Regions from separate parts of the Rattus norvegicus genome. Here region 1 is linked to region 2. Evidence: chromatin contacts called from public Hi-C data. All regions are on one chromosome and are shown on one strand. Each heading gives the region's core, a stretch centred on a gene start, on an enhancer-like site or on the middle of the called end of the contact. The rest is flanking DNA. Distances are from core to core; before and after follow the strand shown. Region 1 holds the start of Riox2 (ribosomal oxygenase 2). Region 2 holds the start of Crybg3 (crystallin beta-gamma domain containing 3).

Region 1 (2,700 bases), core at 60-2,559, 140 kb after region 2:
CAAGACAGTCAAGTCATAAGATTTTTTTCTTCACTTTTTCTTCTTAGCAAATTCTCAAGCCTTATTCACCCCCCAAAACAAACAAACAAAACAAAACAAAAACACACCCAAGAAAAATAAACAAAACAACAAAATAAAACACCACTTGGGAAAGAGGAGGAGGAGGAGGAGGAGGAGGAGGGGGAGGAGGAGGAGGAGGCGGCGGAGGAGGAGGCGGCGTGCACAATTCAGGACTATTACTCTGTACAAGTAACCATAGATATCAACACTAGCGGCTGGGAGGGAAGTCTCTCTCTGTTAGTATTTTACCAGCAAAGCTTGTAACATGCAAATTTCTAGATGCACATAAAGCCTAGTAGATTACTACTTCAGATGCTGGAGGCAGAAATCTACATTCACACAAGTCCTTAATTAACGAATTTTAGGCCCACTAACCTAGAGAACACTAGATTGGACTTGGCTCAATTAATCACGCCTGACAATAGTTATACATCATGGGCCTGAGAGATGGCTAAGTCAGTAAAGACACCTGCGGACCAACCCTGACCACCTTGTTTAATCTCTGAGACCCACATAGCGGAAGGAAAGGATTCCCTCAAAGTGTCCACCAACCTCCACCGGTACACCATAGCACGTGTGCATCCACACAGGGAATAAAACGATAAATTATTTTTTAATTATATATTGCTTGTAACAAGATCACCAGGCTAACCTGCACATAGTAGGGTTTTCATTAATTCAGAGATGTCTCACTGAATGGCAGTTATGTTTTGGAGCTTTATACAAACGGAATACGAATCACGTGTATTTGGGGGGCCGTGAGGTCACAAAAGATGCAGCCCAAAAGTTAGAGGCATCAAGGTACAAAAAGGAGCTGGTAAAGCCCAATTCGCGGCGCCGGAAGTTCAGATGATGAATGCTGGTGGACTTCCTGAAACCTGTTCTTAGTAACCTGTTGGACACCCTGGAGTCAGGCAGGCAGTTTTCCTCAAGTGGAGATGAAAAAGCAAGCTCCGTTCCGAGTCGGGAGCAGGGCCACAGTCCCCGTGCCCCGCCTCAGTCCGCCGCACGTGCTCCCCGCCCCTCCCCGTCTGCGCGCGCAACCTCGCTCTGGCAAGCCGGCCAAGCTCGCTTGTGCCTCCGGCCACCCGGACCGCGGTGCACGTGGCCGGGTCCGCAGCCCTCAGCCACCCAGCTCACCAGCCAGGCCTGAGCCCTCCGGAGCTGCACTTCTCAGCCGGACCCGAGGCGCACACGCTGTACCGCACGGTAGTCAGAACCACCACACTCACCAGGTACGGCCTGTTGCGTGTCGTCTGCAAGTTGACTGGGCTACAGCGTGGAGGGGCGGAACGGCGTGGGCACGTCAAGGGCGTGCTCCCGAGACGAGGCCCCACCTCCCAGACGTGTCCCCGCCCCGAGATGTGGCTCCGCCCCCGAGCTTCTGGCCCCGCCCCCGCACCGCAGCCCTGCTCCTGCCTACAACTACCTACCTTCCCCTGCACAGGCCTGCTAATGAACCTAAAAACCATAGAATGTGAATGTGCTTTTTATGGTTGATACCTCCAAATCTGAAGTAGAGGGAAATTTATAAATTTGGACGGTTACAAGAACATGCTTCTTGAGAGAGTGTGCTCGGTTGGTTCACAAAAGATTCAAATTGTTTGTCATTGTATATAGCTTTAATATTTATACGATTGTTACTAATTTAACATTTTTGGTACCAACTATCTTATTTAGATTTCATATATTTTCATTCCAGTCCTTTTTAAACTTTTCTTTATTTTAATGTCTTCTTTCATACAAAATTTATTTTGTTTGTATTCTTTCCCCTTCCCCAATTCCATTCCAGATTTTCCCCACCTCCAAACCCATCCAATATCATGTTCTTTCTCTTTCTGATTAAATAAAAAAATCAAAATGAAAATAAAACCAAAATGTCAAAAATATCAAAACAAAAAAAGTACACACACACACACAAAAAAAAAAAACATGGAATTAATTTTAGTGCTAGCCAGCTAGTACTGAGCATGGGGCCTTCCTTAGAGTGTAGTTAACATATCCTCTGGAGAAAACTGATTTCCTCACGTAGAGACTAAAAAAGGCGAGCTACAGTCCAAGTCAGGAGCTGGGCGACAGATACCGCACCCTGCCGCAGTCTGCCGCACATGCTCCACGCCCCTCCAAGTCTACACACAGCCTGGCTCTACCACAGCCACCCAGCAACATGGGCTAATTTTCCAAAGAAAATATTAGTTGCAAATAGTTTCAGTTGAGAGTGGGATTTTTCACTTATGCAGGCCTTCATAGGCTGTCGTCAGTCTCTCTTAGTTCATATGGACATCAACCCTGTAATATTTGGAAGATGCTATTCCTTTGGAGTCATCCATCTCTGGCTCTTAAATCTGCTTCCTTTTTCTCCTAGATTATTAAACGATGAGAGGCAGGGGTTTGATAAGGGCATCACATTTAGGGATCAGGTGGATTTCTGATATTGTTTTGTTTCTGTTGTCTGACTATGTTAACTTTTTAATTTTAGGAATCTGATGAAGAGTTCGACAATTAGCTTTCAAGAATACAACTGTCATATCCCAGAATTGGAGCATGATTCAAAAGCCTATTGGTTGTCCTTCGTGGAAAGGGAGGGACTTTAACAAAATATTGTTGATTGGCTGTCTTAAAAGCCACAGAAGAGTACTT
Region 2 (2,721 bases), core at 10-2,509:
ATCTGGACTATCACCTAATAGAGAGAAATAGTATTATTGAAAATCAGAATTGCTTCATAATCTTATTGGCTGCCAGACACTTTTACCCCCAGACAGACTCCTGCCTGCACCCTCTGTGCCAACGTTGAGGTGTAGGGTCGCTTTCCTCACAGGGCAAATGGGTGAGGCAGCTGGTAGTCAGCTAACCTTGTTTTGGGGAGACACATTATTCTCTAGGCCTTGAAGTTGCAGGAAAGAATTTGCTTCAGGTTTTTGGTTTTGAATCCTTCTGGGCTTTCTGATTAGTAGATCTTTAATACTTATTCTCTTTCAAGATAATGTGAGCTTGGCCAACTTTTTAATGCTGTCTAATTTTATCTTATCCTAATTTTTTCTTATTCTGTTACCGTGAGTTTCAGATCCAGTTGAAGGATGAAAATGGTTCAAAGGGGTAGCTGTGGGGCAGCGGGAAGGCTCCTTAACCGACTATGATTACTTGGGGCTGACAGACTGCAAGCTCCTCACTTTTCAGGCCAACCACAGAGGGATATCACCTTATTTTCATGTTATTTGCCCACCTAACTTTTAGTGATTAAATGCCCCACTGCTTTCTTGAATTTTGTATCTCTGGAATTTGACTTCAGACAAAATATGACAATACACCTGGGGTGAATGTGGCACTGTGCTTTCTGAACTAGCTGCTACTCTGTTTACAAAGTCATTTTATTATAATGTTAAGAACCTCTGGCCTTACAGAATACAGTAACATCTACGCAACAACAAAACTATTTGTTTCAGCGTTTTCTGGTTTGAGTCATACTTGACTCATTTGTTTTTGATCAGGGTCATTTCTTGAAAAAGGATTCTGGGAGTGGCCCATAGGTGAAGGGTGAGAGCTGAAGCACACCTGGGTGAGTTAGTTACTCCACATCTGAGCCAGCTGAAGCAGAAACAAGGTGCTGACAGCTGGACAGATGGGCTCTCCCCTGCCGGCTGAAACTGTCCTTAGAAAGGCTGTGTTTTGCTTGCAGGGCTGCAGGGCAGGCAAGCTGGTGCTGCATCTTGCCAGGTGTTTCCCCAGACTTGATTACCCAGTTTTAAAACGATCCTAACTAGGGAAGGGAAGCAAGGCATTTACAGTTTGTGTGGGCCAAGCCAAGTGGGCTGCTGGCCGTGGTGGTTTGAGCGGGAAGCCGGAGCCTAGCATCCCCAGGCTGCTTCTCCGGGACCTGCGAGCTACGGCCGACGGGGCGGTCGCGGCTGCTGGCTCCTCCCGGGGGCGGGCAGCTCCGGGCGCGGGCAGGAGGAGGAGCCGCACGGGAGCGCTCGTGCCGGCCAGGCTGGAAGAGCCCCGCCGGCCGCCCGCGCTGACTCCCGCTGTGCTCAGCGAGCCAGGGCTGCGGCCACCCGCGCTCCGGCCAGCGGCTCGTCGGGGCCCGCGGACGGCCCGGCGGCGCGCGGGGAGATGTCCGGCGGCCGCAGGAGGGGCAGCGCCCCCTGGCACAGCTTCTCTCGGTTCTTCGCTCCGCGGAACCCTTCCCGGGACAAGGAAGAGGAAGAGGAGGAGAAGCCGGGGACCGGCCAGCCGGCGGGAGCGAACCGGAGTGCAGCCAGGTGGGAGCCGCGGGGGCGCTGTGCGCTCCTTCCTCCTTCGCTCGGGTTTCCTCCCGTCCCGCCCTGGGTGGCTTAGATCTGGGGAAGTTCTTGCTCCCGGCCGGTTCCTTTCCCGCCGCCATCGGGGCTCCCGGCTCTGTCCCCTCCACTCGTGGGAGGCTGTGCAGCGGCCGAGGGAACCTCGCGCCCCTCCGCTTCGTGCTTTGTCATCTTAAGGTTTTCTCGAAGTGACTCCTAAAAGAGTTGCGATAAGAGCTTTCCGAGACTACTTCCAGAATCTGGAGTCTTCGCCAGATTTGTTTACAGTTTAAATGTTGCCGCCCTTCCTCCTTCCTCTCTCTCCCACTTGGGACATCTGACTGAGGCGCTCCGATTTGGGGGAGCCGGGGCTGGAGCTGAGAGCTGGCTTAGTTTAATGATTATTATGCGCACTCTTTCCATAACCTCTTTTCCTCTACTGCTGCTTTAAAGACTGACATTTTTAAAAATTCGTCTCATTAAAATGTCCGGTTTTTTTTTTTTTTAATTTCCTCATCTCCAAAAGGAGGTAACTCTCCCCTCCCTCCCTCCCTCTCTCTCCCTCCCTCCCTCCCCCCCCCCCCTCTCTCTCTCTCTCTCTCTCTCTCTCTCTCTCTCTCTCTCTCTCCTTCTACCTCTCCTCTCTTTTTGAGAAGTGAGGCCAACTTCACTTGCACCAGAAGAACCTGTAACCCATGTCCTTGGAAGGTTGCCCTCTAGAGAGCTATATTTACCTCAGACTAAAGACTTGCTGATGGACTTCAAAGAAAAATGGATCTGAAATCACTGGCGCTTCTAGTTCCATTACTATTTAGGGTTTGTGATTTGTTGTTAGCCCTTCGTGCTCCTCGGTTTTCCTAATTGTGGAACATGTTCTACTGTAAGCACCTGTTAGCATAATGCATCTTTCCAAGAAATGGCCGATTATAATTGACTGGCTATCCTACTTGGAATTTCAGATACTATTGGCCTGGTTGTTGATGCTTTTAAGGCTCGAAGTTTCCCCGGTAGTTTTGGAATCTGTCGTGCCTCACCTGCCGTGGCTCTAACTTCGCTAACAAACTTCAGTGATCTGAAAGTGGCAGACTCAGCACCCTTTGGAAACTTGAG

What was found. Hi-C and Micro-C count contacts between places; a contact is called where the count stands out from the background.
Region 1: a contact with region 2 is called in a Hi-C map of the A7r5 cell line, with 3 times the contacts expected there. The contact joins the promoter of Riox2 here to the promoter of Crybg3 in region 2. A contact is called at or near these places in 10 of 12 Hi-C or Micro-C datasets (the A7r5 cell line, the Rat2 cell line, Schwann cells and 7 more).

Annotation. Positions count from the first base shown.
Region 1 is chr11:54,352,443-54,355,142 of GRCr8, forward strand. Riox2 (ribosomal oxygenase 2) reads right to left here and starts at 1,310. Exons shown (of 10, transcript NM_153309.2): 1 at 1,293-1,310. It also overlaps the pseudogene Nlrp4a-ps1.
Region 2 is chr11:54,217,140-54,219,860 of GRCr8, forward strand. It overlaps Crybg3 (crystallin beta-gamma domain containing 3), which reads left to right and starts at 1,260. Exons shown (of 22, transcript XM_213639.11): 1 at 1,260-1,593. The coding sequence starts at 1,445.